Linked DNA regions of Mus musculus: all the other regions are linked to region 1. Evidence: chromatin contacts called from public HiChIP or PLAC-seq and promoter capture Hi-C data. All regions are on one chromosome and are shown on one strand. Each heading gives the region's core, a stretch centred on a gene start, on an enhancer-like site or on the middle of the called end of the contact. The rest is flanking DNA. Distances are from core to core; before and after follow the strand shown. Region 1 holds the start of Cep43 (centrosomal protein 43). Region 2 holds the start of Rsph3a (radial spoke 3A homolog (Chlamydomonas)). Region 3 holds the start of T2 (brachyury 2). Region 4 holds the start of Sft2d1 (SFT2 domain containing 1).

Region 1 (4,055 bases), core at 1,053-3,552:
AGGACGCTGAGTTAACCGAACTGGTCTCTCAAGGAGACCAGAAGGACAGATTCAGGCATGTGCTACAAATGGCCAACCCAGGACAGCTGAAGACCTGAGACATAGGATGAGGGCACCCATGACAGATGGGGAGTAGCAAGTGTCACTCTGGAAAAGCTGTAACTAAGCCAAGAAGGGCAGGCAGACACTGCCAGGAGATGACAGAGCAAGGGCAGAGCAGGCCTGGAAAACTCATGGACATCAGTCTGTTACACGGCCTAACCTAACACGCAGGTCTGAAGCTCGGAACGGGAGCTGTGCACCAGACACGTGACAAAGTTACCAGTGGTGTTAAGGTTGCCTTGGGGAAGCTGCAGACTAAGCACTGGGGCAGGACACCGACAACTGAAGTATGGTACGCAGGGAGGAGATCTTAAAAGAAACCAAGGACTAGGCAAAAGGAAAACACTTAGAAAAAGGTTCCCAAGGTCAAAACATTTCCAAAAATGAAAGAGGGGTCACTGTTAGATGGTGCAACAGCCAGGCGAGCTGGGTGACAGCTGAAGCATACTCAAGTGGAGGAACCTTCTAGAATGTAGCAAGAGACGTTTCGGGTATAGCAGTACTGTGTTTAAATGTTTAATGGAGCAAGGGATACCTCGTAATAAAAAACATCATGAGATGTACAGTTCAAACTTTGCCTGTTAAAGCAGGAGAAAATCAAGAATAAAACGATTTTAAGAGCAATTAAACATTTTTGTGCTCAAAAGAGCCAGCAGAAAAGAAATCAAAGACACAGTATTTAACTAAGGAGATGAGAATACATAGCAGACAAAACCAAACAAATTATATTGGCAAGACCGAGCCTCTTCTCTGAAAGTAGGAGTACAGCTAGACGGATACAGGTAACCTTCCTGAACTGACAGACTGGGATAGCAGCAACAGGGCACAAGTTAGGACCCAGGAGCTTCTCTTGTTCCTGTGAGTGAAGGATCAGGTAAGAAAGCTAAAGGGGACCAGACGGGAGAACCCCAGACCCTGCTCAGTTACAACCCACCACTACGGAACTCACACAGTCACCTGGCTAAGTGACTTTTCTTTGGCAATGCTTATGCAGAAACAGGTTAAGAAAATAATTCACTGGATCAAATGATAATTACTGTTTAACTAGAAAGCAAAGAAACATGAGACTCCCAAGGGTGGACAATGGGACCCAGCCTGGCCAAGAACCAACCAGTAAGGATGAAGAGGAGAAAGTTAAGAGCAGGTAGGTTAAACAGGGCCACAGCCGTGGAAGGATGGAGGCAGATCTGTCACACAGTAAGACTTTGATTCTCCTGTGATTCTTACTGACAAGGAGTTACAGGACATTTACTCAGGATGGTTGCTGGGGCCTGGGGTAGGCAGAAAAGCCAAGTTATTAAACATTCAGGTCTCACTAGATTTCTTTTTTGGGGGGTGGGGGGATAAGATCAGAGATGTTTTTAAAGTAATGGTCAGATTTTTAACCAACCAATCAGAATTTGGGAAAAGGTTCCAGTGTGCATTCCTTACTGCCAAGACATTTGAAGTGTACTAGCTTATAAAAATTTCAAAGTAATACTTCCGGTAACTCAACGAACCGCTTTCACGTGACTCCTGCACCTGAGCCTTAGCTACTACTGTCTCCCGAAATTCCTGTGCTACTTTAAGGCCACTCTAAACGTGCAAAATGATTTAGAAAATGAGTATTGGTAAAAGCCCAATCCTTAGCCGTTCAGAAGCATCCCCGGTTAGTTACTGAACTATTTCAGGACGGCTTTTCATTTATTAGAAACCGGGCATTAAGAGGTACGGCATGAACAAGGTCTGGGGATCTCTTACCTCTACTTTTTCTTGTTCTTCTAGTGCTAAAAACACAGCCGCTCTGAGTTCAGCCTTCAAAAAAAAAAAAAAACCACAAGATTATAAGTCAGTTTCGCAACCTGAAAGAACGGGGGCAGACACGAGGGTGCCGGCCGCGCGGGCAGCGAGCGATGGAAGGCGACGGGCCTGTGCGCTCCACACCCGGCCCACGAACTCGGGCCAAGGCCCCACGGCCGCGTGGCCGCCTCGTGCCGGCGTCCCGCGCAGCCCCGAGCCCCGGCGGCCGCCCCGCCGCACCTTGATGCGGTTCAGCACGCCGCTGTTCTCCAGCGTCTGCACCAGCAGGTCGCGCAGCTCCGTGTCTTCCTCGGCCACCACCGCGGCGGTAGTCGCCGCCATCTTGCTTCTCCAAGACAACCACCCAAGCCGCGCTAACGGCCAACGGCCGCCGCGGAAGCCACCCGGCCCGCGAGCGCGCAGTCGCAGCCCCGCCCCTCACGCGGGGAAGAAGACCTACGGGGTGGGGCCTTCAGGCCGGTGTTTGGGTTTCATGACGCGAGGGGCGAGGTCTCAGCGTGTCGTTTATGGGCGGAGCCATGGACACGGGGCGGGGTCAGGCTCTGGTGACCGGGTCAGGCTCTGGTGACGCGCTCTGTGGCATATTAACAGAATTATATTAGAAATTTCACTAAATTGCACTTAATTTCCCCATTCCTGTGCGAGAGAAGAGTCCACTTTGGCTGAACTTACTGGCTCGACCCGCTTAGATGGCGGTGTCGGGGGGAGAGGCTCTGGGAGGGAGGGACAAGAGGAACTGCGGAGCGGAGACTCCAAGTGGGCGGAGTAAACTGCGGGGCGGGGCCTTCCAAGGGGTTGTTTCTAAGCGTGAGCAGCAAGTAGGCATTCTATTCTCGCCTCTGTGCGTGTATACTCGCTCAGCTTAAGCCGGTTTTGCTCGGCGGCGGGGTCTGCTGTCTCTGGAACCTTGCTCTTATTCTTTTGAAAGAGCAATCGGCCAGGAGAGGAAATTCCAGGCTGCCTCATACATGGGAAGCTTCAAACGTGTTGGCTTGGAACTTCACAAAGTTTCCCCATACCGGTCTGTAAAAGGGTTGTGGACTCATTTCCAACCACGCAAGTGGCCTGTGCAGTATGAATGCATATTCACGTAGGAATAAAGTTAAACGCTTTCTGTGCTGCTTTTTATGAGAGAAACTAGAAGAGTGGTTTTTTTGTTTGTTTTCCTACATCTTCCAAGAAAGGAACCATTGAGAGGTTAATTTTTAAGCCTGGCCTTAAGGAGAACAGTTAGGGGGTTAGAAGGGTCACACCGAACACTGAGGACATTGGTTAAGAGGGAGCAAAGAGTACTTCCCATGCTGGCAGTCTAATTACAATCGGGGCACAGGAAAGGAAATGGGTTTAATAGATCAGGAAAAACTAAGAGGAGTCCTTGTAGTGTGCAAACTTCAAGCTAGGGCCAGATGAAGGGGAGAGTGCTCCAGTAAAGGAAGAAACTCGTCTGTGTGCAGTGAAAGCAGCACTGGTGTAGTTGGCAGAAGGAACCAGGAATGGGGGTTGGGAGGCTGGTCCAATGCAGATGACACACTACTGTGGAGAATGACGGGCTTGAGGCATTAGCTGATCTGTAGATCGGATACTCAGAAAGGTCTGAAATGCATCTAATCAATACTTTCAAATTGAGTGGCTATCCTGTTCTAGACCCTTGAAGATTGAGAGGCTTGAAGATGTTGAAAACTATCTCCCACAGCCAGGCAGCCATCAGTCTGAAGCCTTGGAGTGAGCCCTTGAGTGAGGACGGGGAAACTGCAGCTGGAGGGCCTGGAGGGAGACTAGGGATACTGAAGACCGAGACTGTAACTTCGCTGTGATTGCAGTGAAGATGAGACCTCCACAGACTAGTAAGGGCTGGGTGAGGTCATAATCGGTGGGCCAGTGTCCCAAACCCTCCCAACACAAAAAGGGTCTCTTATCAGGAACTGAAGACACAGACCATCTTGAACTTCCTCCAGAGACTAAGTTGGGTTTCTGTTGAAGACACCTGGTCTGGGGTATTTTGTATGGCAGCCTGAGCTGCCAAAGCCAGATGGCTTCCCCAAGAGATGGTACTCAACGGCTGTTGTGTTGGGAGGTTTGCTGGCGAGGAAGAGAGGGCACTCCAGACAGAGGAACTGGACGGACTGCAGTCAGGACCCAAAGGAAAATTACTG
Region 2 (4,055 bases), core at 434-2,933, 220 kb after region 1:
TATACAGTCTAGCCATGTATTACCTGGAAAACTTATTTACTACGGTCAAGGTCGATATAGAAACTTTTGAACGAGACTGGACTAAGGAGGGACTTTGTGGGAGACTGGACTAAGGAGGGACTTTGTGGAATGGAGGCATACTGACCTAGAGATAATGACTCTGTGCATGTGGCTATACAGTCAATCACCAGCAAAGTTAGCTAACGACACCCCCAGAATAAGCTCACTTCCAAGGGTTATCATGGTTTTAGGATTAAGGGTCTCAATTAAGCTACTTTGTAACCACTTTCATGAAACATTTGCTATGGTTTCTGCATTGCTTTGATACACAGATAAGTTAGTCAACATGTTACTTCAACATAAAAAAAATCAACTTGTTACAAAAAAAAAAAAAATCAGACATCCTATTGCTTCTGCCTCTGGGATAACAGGTCTGTCTCAGGCCTGGCTGAGGGTTACAAGTTCAACCACCACTTCAATTTACACTGAGCACTTCCTATGTGTTAGGCAAGGTTCTAGGTGAACAAAAGGTGTAGAGCGAAAGCTTGCATTCTCAAACCCTGCTATTCCAAAACGTGAAGCTTATAGAAAGAACTCTGAAATCTTTATTACATATACAGGCCTGAATATTTGCAAACATTCACTAGGGTAACTGTATGTTTTATGGTCCTGCATGGAGGGCTAACCTAATTCCACCCAGTCTGGTATGAAAGGCTAGCTTTATGTGGCTGGCTTTCTCAGTTGGTACATGCTATCCTCTGTGCTTCATTTTCCTCATCTGCATGATGGAGTGACACCAACTTGGCCGAACTGTGGACTAAGAATGTGTAGGTGAATGCCCCCGTATGGTGTTTGGTGGTGTCCATAACCATTCGTGTACGTGTCGTGGCTCAGACCAGCTGTGCCTCTGTTTAACCACATAGCTGTGTAGACACGGGAAAGCAGAAGGGATGCAAAAACGGAGACCAGACAGGAGCTACTTTGGTCACTCACGGCTGCAAAATGCTGTCTCGGTGGCGGCGGCGCTGGCAAGCCACGGCCCGGGGCCTGCTGGAATAGGTGTAGAGGCCTGAGGCCTCGGCTGTCCGAGGGTTAGGGTCTGTCATCGCCGAAGCCTGGTTGAGCGTCGAACTGCTTCCCCTCCGGTGAAGGTGGGCTCTGAAGCAGGTTGGGGCTAAGGAGTCGTCGTAGTCGGAGACTTGTAAGTAGTGCCAAGGGCAGGGATGCTGCGACCCGAGAGGACGCCGCTCTCGGAGAAACGGGCGGAGCGCGAGGGGGACAGTTGCGCCCCCATCGGTTGCCGAGCAACCCGAGGTTCCGCCTGGAGGCAGGAACTCCAGGCAGTTCCGGCCAGCTGGGTTTCCGGAAGGGTCTGTAGTAAAGGGCACTTCCGGCTCGCGGCCCCGCCCACCTGCTGGTCGTCGGGCGCGCTGGTGCAGTGGCCGCTTCTTGGCAGGCAGGGCCGCCCAAATGTTGGTGGCGGCCATTGGGGCGAAGGTAACGCCGTTTGGCCCGGCGCGGGGGCTGCTGTCAGCGCCATCCCAGCAGGCCCATGTGCTCCTGATCTTTCAAGGGCCTCCCCCGGTCGTTTCTTCTCCTGCCACGCCGCCGCGCTCCAGGCTCCCCGGGCGGTGACACGCCCTTGGCAGCCTGGCTCCCCGCTCTGTTACGCGCTGGGGCACAGGCGGGCGGGGCGGGCTGTCTCCTGTTTCCCGTTTCCTCCTCCGCTAACTGGCGTGGATTGCCACGCCTGCCTTCTCCACTCACCTTGGGCTCTCATTGGGCCATCCTTTGGACTTGTAACGTTTGGAAAGGGCTGGGTAGGTTGTTGATCAAGCAGGTTTCCTTTATGCTTTCATCCTGCAGGCGACCAAGAGCAACGCGTTTTAGGATTTAATTTTAAAACTTTAAAGAGGTTAATTTTTTTTTAATGTGTAAAGTGTATGCATCCCTTGTGATTATGTGGGTTTGCAGTTAACACCTTCAGTGCAGCTAAGTCCTACCTTGGCTTTAATCGCTCTTCTGCAGTGTACTAGCCCAGCAACACGTGGGCGAATGGTTATAATTTCTGTGCTTATATGCTTTGTTTTTCCAGTCTACAGAAGTAGAATTTATCCCTTAGGGTTTGTAAGGATTTAAAGTGTTAATCGAAGCTTCAGTACTTAGAACTGTACCTGCAAGTTTACCGTTTAAAGCAGACAGTCACCATTCTATAAGTATACTAAAAAGTGTGTGGTAAATGCTATAGACAGACACTGCTGAAGACTTTCAGTCTGACTGATTTTGAGGAATCTTTTGAGAAAGTGACATTGAAGTGAATATAATGTCGAGGTTAGCATCTGGGGAAAAGGTACCTCTTGAATGTCGTGGATGGGGCCATTTCTTAGAGGCTAAAAGCAAGCTTGTCGATCCGAGTTTGCACCAGAACCCACACGGAGTAGCAGAGACAAAATTCAGACGCACACACTAACAAGTGGGTGTGATCAGAGGTTCATAAGTCTGAGATGTAGAAATCCAGGAGGGTGTGTGTTGACGACTTGCAGAAATACTAAAGAAAAGTTGACATAGGTTTGTAGAAATGTTGAACAGTTTATCAGAATGTTTTTGCCCCCTTGGAACAGGAAACCAGTTCCAAACAGCTAAAGCAATAAAGTGTTCTCTCACTTAAGTTCAGAGATAAAATCTGGGCTTTGAGTACCCTGTTGTCCAGGAGAAAGGGGGAGCAAATGAGTTATTTAACTAGGGAAGAGTGGGTACTGAGTGGGTAGCTAACTGTGCCATCCAAGCCATAACTGGGGTTTATTAATAATGTGATAGCTACTAAACGTTCTGTAGGTTTCTACCCACAGTCTGGTTCTCTTTATTTGACTCCCAGGGCAATCTCATTTACTTCTTTGGTTATAGTAGCACTTATATATTTGTGATAATAAAATCTTTTGTGGAGAGTCTCTCTCAGGTGACAATCCCAGATATCTGTGTTTGGCATGATTGTCTTGCATCCAGTTGTCTGAAATTCGATGATTTGGCCCAAAGGATTTTGAGTATTTGCTATATGACAAGCACTAGTCAGTCATTGGAAACTAAAGGTTTAGAAGTTTTGTTTGTCTTTTTTTTTTTTTTTGTAATTTAACACTTTTGCCTGTGTGGAATTTATATTTTGATAGATGAATCGTAAAAAACAAGGCAAGGGAGCAAAATTTAGCTGTTATAAGAACCAAGAGAAAAAAAGTGCAGCATGAAAGGTTGGGTATAGGGACGGAGGGATTTTAGGCTCATTAGAGAAGGCTGAAGAAGGATGCTCTCCTCCCAGCAAAGATGAGAAGGCGGTGAAGTAATGAAACTTCAGACTGGCAGAACATTCCATATCAAGGAAGCAGCAGGAACAGAGCTCTCAACATCAGTCATGTTCGAAGACATAGAGTGGGTGGAGCCTTGAGGACGAAGACATAGAGTGGGCAGAGCCTTGAGGACAAAGGGAAAATGACATCACTAACCACGTTGTCAGTTCCAAAAGTCAGTGGGAAGGCTTGGGCATTTACTCGAGGGTTAAAGACCACTATGAGGTTTGAGTAGAAGTTTGGCAGTTTGTTTAAAAAGGACCCTCCCGACTCCGGTTTCTTCATTGAGAATCAACTACTCTGTGGCAGAGGCAAGGAGACTGTTACCCAGTTTTCCTGGCCAAGAGGGGGACAGAAACTAGCATTCAGGGGGCAGATAATCTGGGGAGATGCCTGCGCTGTCCTGAAGGCTGAAACAAATGGACCGGACATGGTCATACAAGAAGGAAAGAAGCCAAACATGATTCTTAAGGGCTATGGGTAAATGTTGCACAATGTGCAGAAAAACTTGCCCAAATGTCTTGGCTGATTTTGTCCAGAGAGGATTAAGTTAATATGAGGCTCACCCTCAGGTCCTCACTCATGCTAGCCAGGCCAGTGCTCAATCGACAAATGTACTTTCCCAGTTTAAGAATTTGACCTTACTGTAGCTGGCAGTTAAGAGTAAGAGAAGATGGCCTTAAGGATTTAGACATTTCGCGTGTGCATTTTATTGTC
Region 3 (4,055 bases), core at 642-3,141, 210 kb before region 1:
TCGCCATCTTTTTTTTTTTCTTATTGGGTTTTTCAAAACAAGGTTTCTCTGTGTATCCCTTGCAGTCCTAGAACTCAATTTGTAGACCAGGCTGGCCTTGAACTTATAGAGATCTGCTTGCCTCTCCCCCACCAAATGCTGGGATCAAATGTATATGTCACCACCACCCAGCTTGGCCATCTTTTAAAATATGTCTTCTTGGTCTTTGTGTGTTCGAGTTTGTATATGTGTGCCTATGTGTGGGCCTTCAGGGGTTGTGAGATGGGTGTGTGGCATTGAAGACTAAATCTACGCGTTTTCTGGTACTGAACCATGGGGGTTTGGTTGTTTTAGAAGTCCATGGATCTCTCATTAGTATCCTTTAATCTGTGAACAATAATGAAGGGGGTGTTTTTCTTCATTGTGCTTAATTAGAAATCTAGTCAGCCGTGAGATACAGAAATCTGGGGCAGTTGGTGATTGTGTACCACGAGTCTCAAATGCCTGATGTATCAGGTGAGTACCAAGCAGGTCAAATGAATTCCTTCCCAAATAAGACCACTCCCTGTCCTAGAGCACTAAGACTCTTGAGATGGCTTCATGGTTCCAATTCTTTCCCTGTCTTTGCCAGCCCTCATTCTTCTGTCTACGCTGGTGCACAGGCCCTAAGCTCACAGCCTCAGCCCATTCACCACCAAACAGAGGGGTGAATTGGTACTGCTTGGGCCCAAACGGCAGAATCGGGGTCCCAGGAAAGAGTCTGTACACTCTGGTCTTGCTCCTCAACCCCACATGCTTAGCCGTGTCCCTGTGCCCTGCAGCCTGATTGCTGCCCGATACATGCAGCGGCCACTTCTGATGCCGCCCAGTGTCTCCCATCCACCACCCACCTTAGTGGCCACTGGCCTCCTTCAAAGGAACCAAATTCCCTCCACCAAGTCTCCAAAACTAACTGCCTGGCCTGCTCTCCCTTCATTAGCTGGGGATCCAGAGGAGTGGGAAGGGTCCTCCGACTCAGAACCGTGGTCTCAGTATCTACCTGAGGTAGAGACACAGTCTCCCCTCTAGACCTCAAGTTTCTGGATTTTAAAACTCAAGGGTAAAATAATTAAAATAGGAAGGAAGGAAGGAAGGAAGGAAGGAAGGAAGGAAGGAAGGAAGGAAGGAAGGAAGGAAGGCAAGCCAGGTGGGGGTGGCACTGAGTTCTTGGCCAGCCTGGTCTACAAAGGGAGTTTAAGGGTAGTCGAGGCTACACAGAAAAAAACCCTATCCCGAAAAGAAAAACCAAAAAAATAAATAAATAAAAAAGAAACGATTCACAGAACACAGGAGGGTTTGCAGAGTTTGATCCTTGGTGTCACAGTGACTGGAATGGACGCCAGGGAAGCATTTGGGGCCTGTTTTAAGCCACGTGTGTCCCTCGCTTCAGAAATGCTATTTCCTCTCAGCCCCACCAGAGGGCGCCGTAGAACAAGGAGCCTTTGTTCATAGACTTTCCATATAATTCTTTTGAGCTATTTTCATTCACCATGCGACCTCGGATGACAGACTGAGACTGATTTTAAGAAACAAAAAACAAACAAACAAACAAAAAACAAACAAAAAAACCCAACAACTTTGTTGTAATTTTACGTTCTTACAGTTTTAATTGTCTGGAGCTACTGACTGCCGTTCTAAGTGTGCAGTGGTATGTCCCGCTGCTCATTGTAGCTTTGTGGTCAGAATATTTACTGAGCCGTTAAATAGAGAAAGATCAAAGACAAGACTGGCTCCCTTTGTTCACAACGACACAAATAGTGGCTACCTGTTCCGGCAAGGTCTGCTGTGCTGCCTTCTCTTTGTCCTCCACTTGGGTGTGACACCCCCTGTGTTTCTTTGGCGTTTTAAAATGGTCTCTCAAGATCTGGGCCATCCTGTCACAGGAACAACAACAACAACAAAAATGTGCGTCAATTTTAAAATTACAGCATTTTAAAAACAGAGTTAGACTTTTTTTATACTGTGACGTGTTGGACAGTTAGCTTGCCTGTGCCTGTGTGTACCCCAAAACAAAAAGATGCACAAGCCAGTTCTGGAAGCAGTTAGGAAACACAGGCAGAGAGCCCTTTCACAGAGTACACTGAAGCAGCAGCTCCTTGATGCTGCAAACTGGCTGAGGCTCAAAGTGGGCAAACCACAGGAACAGTTACAGAAAGTGAGGAAGCAGGCAAGACAATTCTGAGTCTCCCAGACGCCCCTGGAAAGGAAGTTGCTTTTCTAAGCCCAGCAGCCGCATCCTCTAGGCAGGGAGGGGCTACAGGACCACAGCCGCTGCCTGGCTCTGGCTGGCCACATGCTCCGCCTCCAGCCCAGCCCCCTCCCACCAAGCGCGCTCCTTCTGTTTCTTGGCTTTGTGATTCCCAGCAGCAAACCATGCTCTGTTTTCTGTAGCTGAGCAACGGGGCTGAGGGGTGTTGGATGGTGGAAAGAAGTCCTGGCAGGTGGTTTGTCAAAGACGCTGGCAATGGGGGCAGAGCATTCTTAGGGCTTATGTGGGAGACTGGCAGTCATCGCAGACTGCTATCACAGGGCTTCAGATTCCACCCTTCCCTTCCCTTCTCTTCCCCCATAGCCACCTATATAACCCCTTCTTGACCTTTTGCAGGATGCTTTCTTATACAGAAGGTTGAAACAGGAACTGGATAGACACCTCCGAGATTAAGAGCGTGCATGCTCTTACAGAGGACCCAGCTCCCAACCACCAGCTCCAGAGGTATCTAATGCCTCTGGCCTCCGACTGCATGCACAGGAACATACAGAGACAGACATGTATATACATAATTAAAAATAGTTTTAAAAATTGAGGTATGTGATTCATATACTCAAAACTCCCCCCTTGAAAGCCTGTGACTCAGTGGGCTTTCGGTGGGGTTTTTCCAGAGATGTGCGATTATCACCATAATCAAGCTGTGAGCATTTTGCTTGCCCCAAAAGGAGCACAGCATCCCAATACCTGCAGCTTTATCTATGGCCTGGCTTTAGAGAATTTTCAGGCTGAGTCTCGGTCCCCAGTAGTCACAAGTTGAAGCCCCAACCTCAGCACCTCAGAATATGGTTGCATTTGGAGACAGGTCCTTGAAAGAGGCCCACTGAGTTAAATGAGATCACAGAATGGGCCCCGATCTAACCCACTGTCCTTGTGAGAGGAAACGTGGCTACACGGACACACGCATGCATGAGGAGCCACCAGGAGCATGGGCTGCCAGCAAAGAGAGTGGCAAAAGAATATCAGGCCACGTGGCAGCATCTGAGAAGGGAGGCTTCCATCCCGCAGGCAGGCCCTTCTGCTGCCATCTGACCCGGCACAAGTTCAGCTGTCCACATACCCTGCTCCACTATGAAACTGGGAGCCCAGATAAATCTTTCCTTTCTCATTTCCACGGGTATTTTGTCAGAGTGATGGAACCCTAAAACATCTTCCTGCCTCTCAGGATCACTGAGATTCCTCCAGAAGGCAGGGGCCTGCCACGTGAGCAAGTGAAGGCTGGGGTATTCGGTGGGGGAGGGGCAGTGTGCTGGCTGGCTCGTCTGTCAGCCCGACACAAGCTAGAGTAAGGAGCAAACCTTAACTGAGAAATCGCCTCCCTAAGATCCAGCTTTAAGACATTTTCTTAATTGGTGATCAATGTGGGGAGAGCCCAGTCTGCTGTGGGTGGTGCCATCCCTAAGCTGGTGGTTCTGGGTTCTGTAAGAAAGCAGGTTAACCAGTAAGCAGCACCCTCCATGGCCCCTGCAGCAGCTCCTGCCTCCAGGTTCCTGCCCTGTTTGAGCTCCTGTCCTGACTTCCTTCATGATGAATACCGAGTTATTCCAAATAATTCCCTACCAACTTCCTGTTTGGTTATGGTGTTTCATCAAAGCAATAGAAATCCTAATTATGACTGGCAGAAGCCAATAGCAAAAACATCCAATTAAATGCCTTGGGGTTTTGATTTGTTTAATTAGTTTAGGCTGGAAAGATGGCTCAACCACTAAAGGTTAGGCTCAAAACCAAAAATGCTAGATTTCTTTTATGTGTATGGGTATTTTGTCTGCGT
Region 4 (4,055 bases), core at 802-3,301, 150 kb before region 1:
AAGGCCGACTTGACAGAAGTCACTCCCTAGGGCTGACCTCTCTCCTTCCTGGAGCTGGGAAGCGAATCCCCTCCCACACGTCTATCCAAGAACTGAACTGTCCACCATACCTTCCCATCAAGATGGACTAAAGCTCTGAAATGGAACCACGACATACCTTCCCTCTCCTTGAGCTGTTTCTGCCAGGTACTGTGCTCAGCGATGGGAAAGTGGCTAATACAGTATCACTCACTCACAGTGAATCGAAACCCTCTCCACAGCCTAAGAGACCCAATGGGACGCAGAATCTTCCACCTCCTGCCTTCCTGCCTTTGTCTCCTACCTGTGTCCCTCTTTCCCTCTGTTCCAGTCACCGGCCCAGCACACACAGAGGCCACCCCTGCCACTCTCTCCTAGTTGGGAGCTCAGGAAGAGCTTCCCTGAGCTACCTGAGAGGCTGACTACCCTATGCACTACGGCAACCCTAAGCTTCCCAACCCACTCTACCTGTTCCACGCACTTTCCACTAACACTGTAACCGTAGCACCGGAGGCCTCTATCAGTCACTGTTATTACATCCACAGTGACAACGGATAACCACCTAACAGTCTATCACCACCAGAGCGTTCCACCTTTGACTGAACTCTTCTTTACACAATCTCCTCTCTTCCGGAAACAGCTCCAAGGACCAAGTTCACTTCTTTGTCCCCAGGATTTACAAGAGCACTGCCTGACAACACTCCAGCAATGTCTGAGCAGCAGCCACATGCTACTCAACACTTAAAAACGGCATGCACCACTACGGAAATAAATTCTACATTTTAATCTGTTTACATTTTGAGTGGCTACATGTGGTCATAGCTACAGCAAAGATCTAGAACAAAGAGTGGAGCATGAAGCAGTTGATACTATCAAGCACGGTGGATAAGCCATATTTACAGCCATTGCTGAAGTGACTATGTACAGGTCTTTTGTATTGCAATTACAATACTGATTTCAGTTCTCAGGAGGCAGAGGCAGGAGGACCTTTGTAGCTCCAGGCCAGTGAGGGCTACACAGTGAGACTTTGTCTTGGAACAAACCCAAAAAGAACAAACAAACAAAACACAAAATACAATATAGAGTTCACTTGTCTCAACACGGGCTACCTCAGCCCTGCCAACAAATAAGTCAGAAAGGAAAAACGAACAAACAAAACATCTTCATGTAATACAAAATCAGGCCCAGGTCTGTGCCAAGACACACCAAAATGTGCTAGCGTGCAAAACACAAAGCAGTTCCTGTTTGCCTATTTTTAATTCTTACTGGAGGAAGTAAGTCTTTATCAAGTCTCATGTCTGGGTCACAAGCAAACAAGGGCTCTGTTAATTAAACAAAACAAAACAAAACCATGCATTACTAAGGAGGGCTGACTTCACAGGCAACCTTTGGCACGTCCGTGCTCTCCAGTCTCTCGCCCAGATCTCAGCCTTAATTTTTTTAAAGATCTATTTATTTATTATTTATTTATATGAGTACACAGCAGCTGTCTTCAGACACACCAGAAAAGGGCATCAGATCCCCATTACAGATGGTTGTGAGCCACCATGTGGTTGCTGGGAATTGAACTCAGGACCTCTGGAAGAGCAGCAGTCAGTGCTCTTAACCGCTGAGCCATCTCCCCAGCCCCAGATCTGTCTTGAGACCTGGAATGAATGAGCCGGCCACAGGCAGCCTGGCCCCGAGGCCTGCTCGCTGCAGGGGCGGCGGAACTTGGTGCAGGAGGGGAGGGCGCAGAGAAAGGCCATGGCAGAGAAGCGGGGACCGGACAGTCCCGGGGATCCGGGACCGACTCCCCGAGAGCGGTTCGCGGTCCCCTCTCCCACTGTCGCCGCGGCCGAGGACGTTACCTGCGCCGTCAGGCCTTGCTCCTCGTCGTCCTGGCCGCTCAAGACGCGCCGCAGCTTCTCCATAGCCCTGTCCTCTTGCCACGCCGCCGACCCCTAGCTCGTCCGGCCCCCACGCCCACCCGGAAGCCCGGAATCCGCACCTTCAAGCGCCGGCCGGAAATCCGGACTTCCGCTTCCTTCAAGCATGCGCACCTCCTTGCTCTTTAATCTGCTGGGGCGGGCCTGATTACGTCACTTCCGGCGCGCCCACGGGTGCCCGCAGGGGGCTGGTGAGTGGCTTTTCTTATCCTCAAGATCGTTCAGCCAGCCAGTAGGGAGGGACACAGTTAGAGCTGTCTGTCCGGCCTGGTGCAGAGAAACAGTGTCCAGTTGCATGACTGTCCAGGCACTGAGTGACAGGTCCTGCCCCGATTGTTTTGGGTTGGAGAGATGGTAATGAAATGGCCTTTATTTTAACGATTTCACTAACAGCTTCCTCCTTAAAATTGGATCAAGAAAAAAAAAAGGGTTAATTGTCAATCCTACTGCCTCGCGAAAGGCAGTCATTACTAGAGAAGGGGATCTTTTACAGATGAAACTGCTCCAGCGTTCTCAGGGAGTTAGACCTGAACGAACAAAAGTGCGAAAGCCCCGTCCCTTTGCCCTTTGAAAGATTACAAAGATGATAACGAATGTACAATAAAAATCGTCCTTGATGTCCAATAAAATAGTTTTTAATATGGCTACACGTTTTCCCTTTGAAGTATAGTAACTTCTATATTAAAAAATCTGATAACAGTAGTTATGAAAAGTCTGTTTTTCAATATATATGAAATTGCCAGTACTCACAATATAGTTGAAACCTCGATTTGAAGGAGTCAGTATGTACTTGAAATAATTAGTGGCAGTTTAAAAATTCTGGTGACATATACATGGATCTTAATGTCACAGTGAAACCCATTAATTTGTACAAATGATAGGGTGTTAATTATAGTAACAAGAATAAACAACGATCCTAGAATGTGTTGCAGACAGAAAGCTATTTAGTAACCCAGTTTTGCCTGAGACTTAACCTCTTAGTGTTCTGATTTGATATATATGTGACCCCACCCCCTTCTGTCATTTGCCTGTGTGTCTGTGTACCATATTCATGCACAGCCCATAGCTATCAGAAGAAGGCATCAGATTCCCTAGAACTGGAATTAGGGAAGATTGTGAGCTGCTGTGTGGGTGCTGGGAAACTGAATCCTCTGGAAAAGCAGCCAGTGCTCTTAACCACTGAGCCCATCTCTCCAGGCCCCTGTCATTCTTAAGGCCGAGTACGATCTTATGTAGAATAGAGACCTTGGGCAACACACATGTCTTGAAGTGTAAATTGCCTGACAAATTTAATTATATAGAACAAAATGTAACTATTAAAAACAAGGACTGAGGGCTTGAGAGATGGATCAGAGGTTAAGAACACTGGATGCTCTTCCAGAGGCCCTGAGTTTGATTCCCAGCACCCACTTGGTGACTTCCAACCACCTATAAAGGGATCTGATGACCTCTTTTGTCATGCAGGCATACATGCAAATAGAGCATAATAAATAAATAAATATATTTAGTATTTATTATATATAACATATATTAACTTATATTATTATATAAATAAACAGAGCATAAATAAATCTTAAAAGCAAAATAAAGACTGAACTAGAGGTGGTGGCGCATGCCTTTAGTACAGCACTCAGGAGGCAGAGGCAGGCAGATCTCTTGTGTTAGAGGCTAACCTGGTCTACAAAGTGAGTTCTAGGATAGCCAGGGCTACACAGAGAAACCCTGTCTCAAAAACCCATACAACCAAACAAACAAAAGGCCAATGTATAGGTTTTATTGTTTCTTGTTCCCTAGAAGCCAAACCTGTCTTCTGAACAATGTTACAAAGAATTTATTAGATCCATTGTGGGGGATAATAAAATGAGTAAGGGCCTAGGTTCTGGAGAGAAACTGGGCTAGAATCTTGTCCCCACTCCTTGTAGCCTTGGGATTTGACAAAAATCACCACAAACCTTGGCTTCAGATATGGAAATAAGGAAGGCATAATGGTGCAAGCCTTTAAACCCAGCACTTGAGAGGCAGAGGCAGTGGATCTCTGTGAATTCAAGCCAGCCTGGTCTACGTAGTGTGAGGGAAAGCCAGCTACATAGTGTGAGGGAAAGACCATGT

The links. HiChIP or PLAC-seq counts read pairs in DNA pulled down with a chosen protein or histone mark. Capture Hi-C pulls out chosen DNA fragments and counts their contacts.
Region 2: a promoter capture Hi-C map of adipose tissue shows a contact between it and region 1. The contact joins the promoter of Rsph3a here to the promoter of Cep43 in region 1. A contact is called at or near these places in 4 of 39 promoter capture datasets (the C10 cell line, the HPC-7 cell line, hematopoietic stem and progenitor cells and 1 more), 3 of 115 datasets of contacts at active chromatin or transcription factors (CD8 T cells, embryonic stem cells and stem cell-derived neural progenitor cells) and 1 of 9 other capture datasets (adipose tissue).
Region 3: a contact with region 1 is called in a promoter capture Hi-C map of adipose tissue. The contact joins the promoter of T2 here to the promoter of Cep43 in region 1. A contact is called at or near these places in 4 of 39 promoter capture datasets (the C10 cell line, the HPC-7 cell line, cranial neural crest and 1 more), 1 of 15 datasets of contacts at CTCF or cohesin (pro-B cells), 2 of 484 Hi-C or Micro-C datasets (B cells and nephron progenitors), 4 of 115 datasets of contacts at active chromatin or transcription factors (the 230-238 cell line, bone marrow-derived macrophages and memory CD8 T cells) and 3 of 9 other capture datasets (adipose tissue, liver and pancreatic islet).
Region 4: a contact with region 1 is called in an H3K27ac HiChIP or PLAC-seq map of microglia, with 7 times the contacts expected there. The contact joins the promoter of Sft2d1 here to the promoter of Cep43 in region 1. A contact is called at or near these places in 5 of 39 promoter capture datasets (the C10 cell line, the HPC-7 cell line, hematopoietic stem and progenitor cells and 2 more), 2 of 484 Hi-C or Micro-C datasets (the G1E-ER4 cell line and pre-B cells), 7 of 115 datasets of contacts at active chromatin or transcription factors (the 230-238 cell line, bone marrow-derived macrophages, embryonic stem cells and 2 more) and 3 of 9 other capture datasets (adipose tissue, liver and pancreatic islet).

Annotation. Positions count from the first base shown.
Region 1 is chr17:8,163,765-8,167,819 of GRCm38.p6, reverse strand. Cep43 (centrosomal protein 43) reads right to left here and starts at 2,302. Exons shown (of 12, transcript NM_201230.5): 1 at 2,122-2,302; 2 at 1,843-1,896. The coding sequence starts at 2,223.
Region 2 is chr17:7,943,242-7,947,296 of GRCm38.p6, reverse strand. It overlaps Rsph3a (radial spoke 3A homolog (Chlamydomonas)), which reads right to left and starts at 1,683. Exons shown (of 8, transcript NM_025789.5): 1 at 994-1,683. The coding sequence starts at 1,487. All of the region lies in intron 4 of Gm1604a (predicted gene 1604A), which reads left to right.
Region 3 is chr17:8,370,232-8,374,286 of GRCm38.p6, reverse strand. T2 (brachyury 2) reads right to left here and starts at 1,891. Exons shown (of 11, transcript NM_001161832.1): 1 at 1,784-1,891. The coding sequence starts at 1,891.
Region 4 is chr17:8,309,099-8,313,153 of GRCm38.p6, reverse strand. Sft2d1 (SFT2 domain containing 1) reads right to left here and starts at 2,051. Exons shown (of 8, transcript NM_134114.2): 1 at 1,869-2,051. The coding sequence starts at 1,931. It overlaps 4930506C21Rik (RIKEN cDNA 4930506C21 gene), which reads left to right and starts at 2,036. Exons shown (of 5, transcript NR_073374.1): 1 at 2,036-2,137.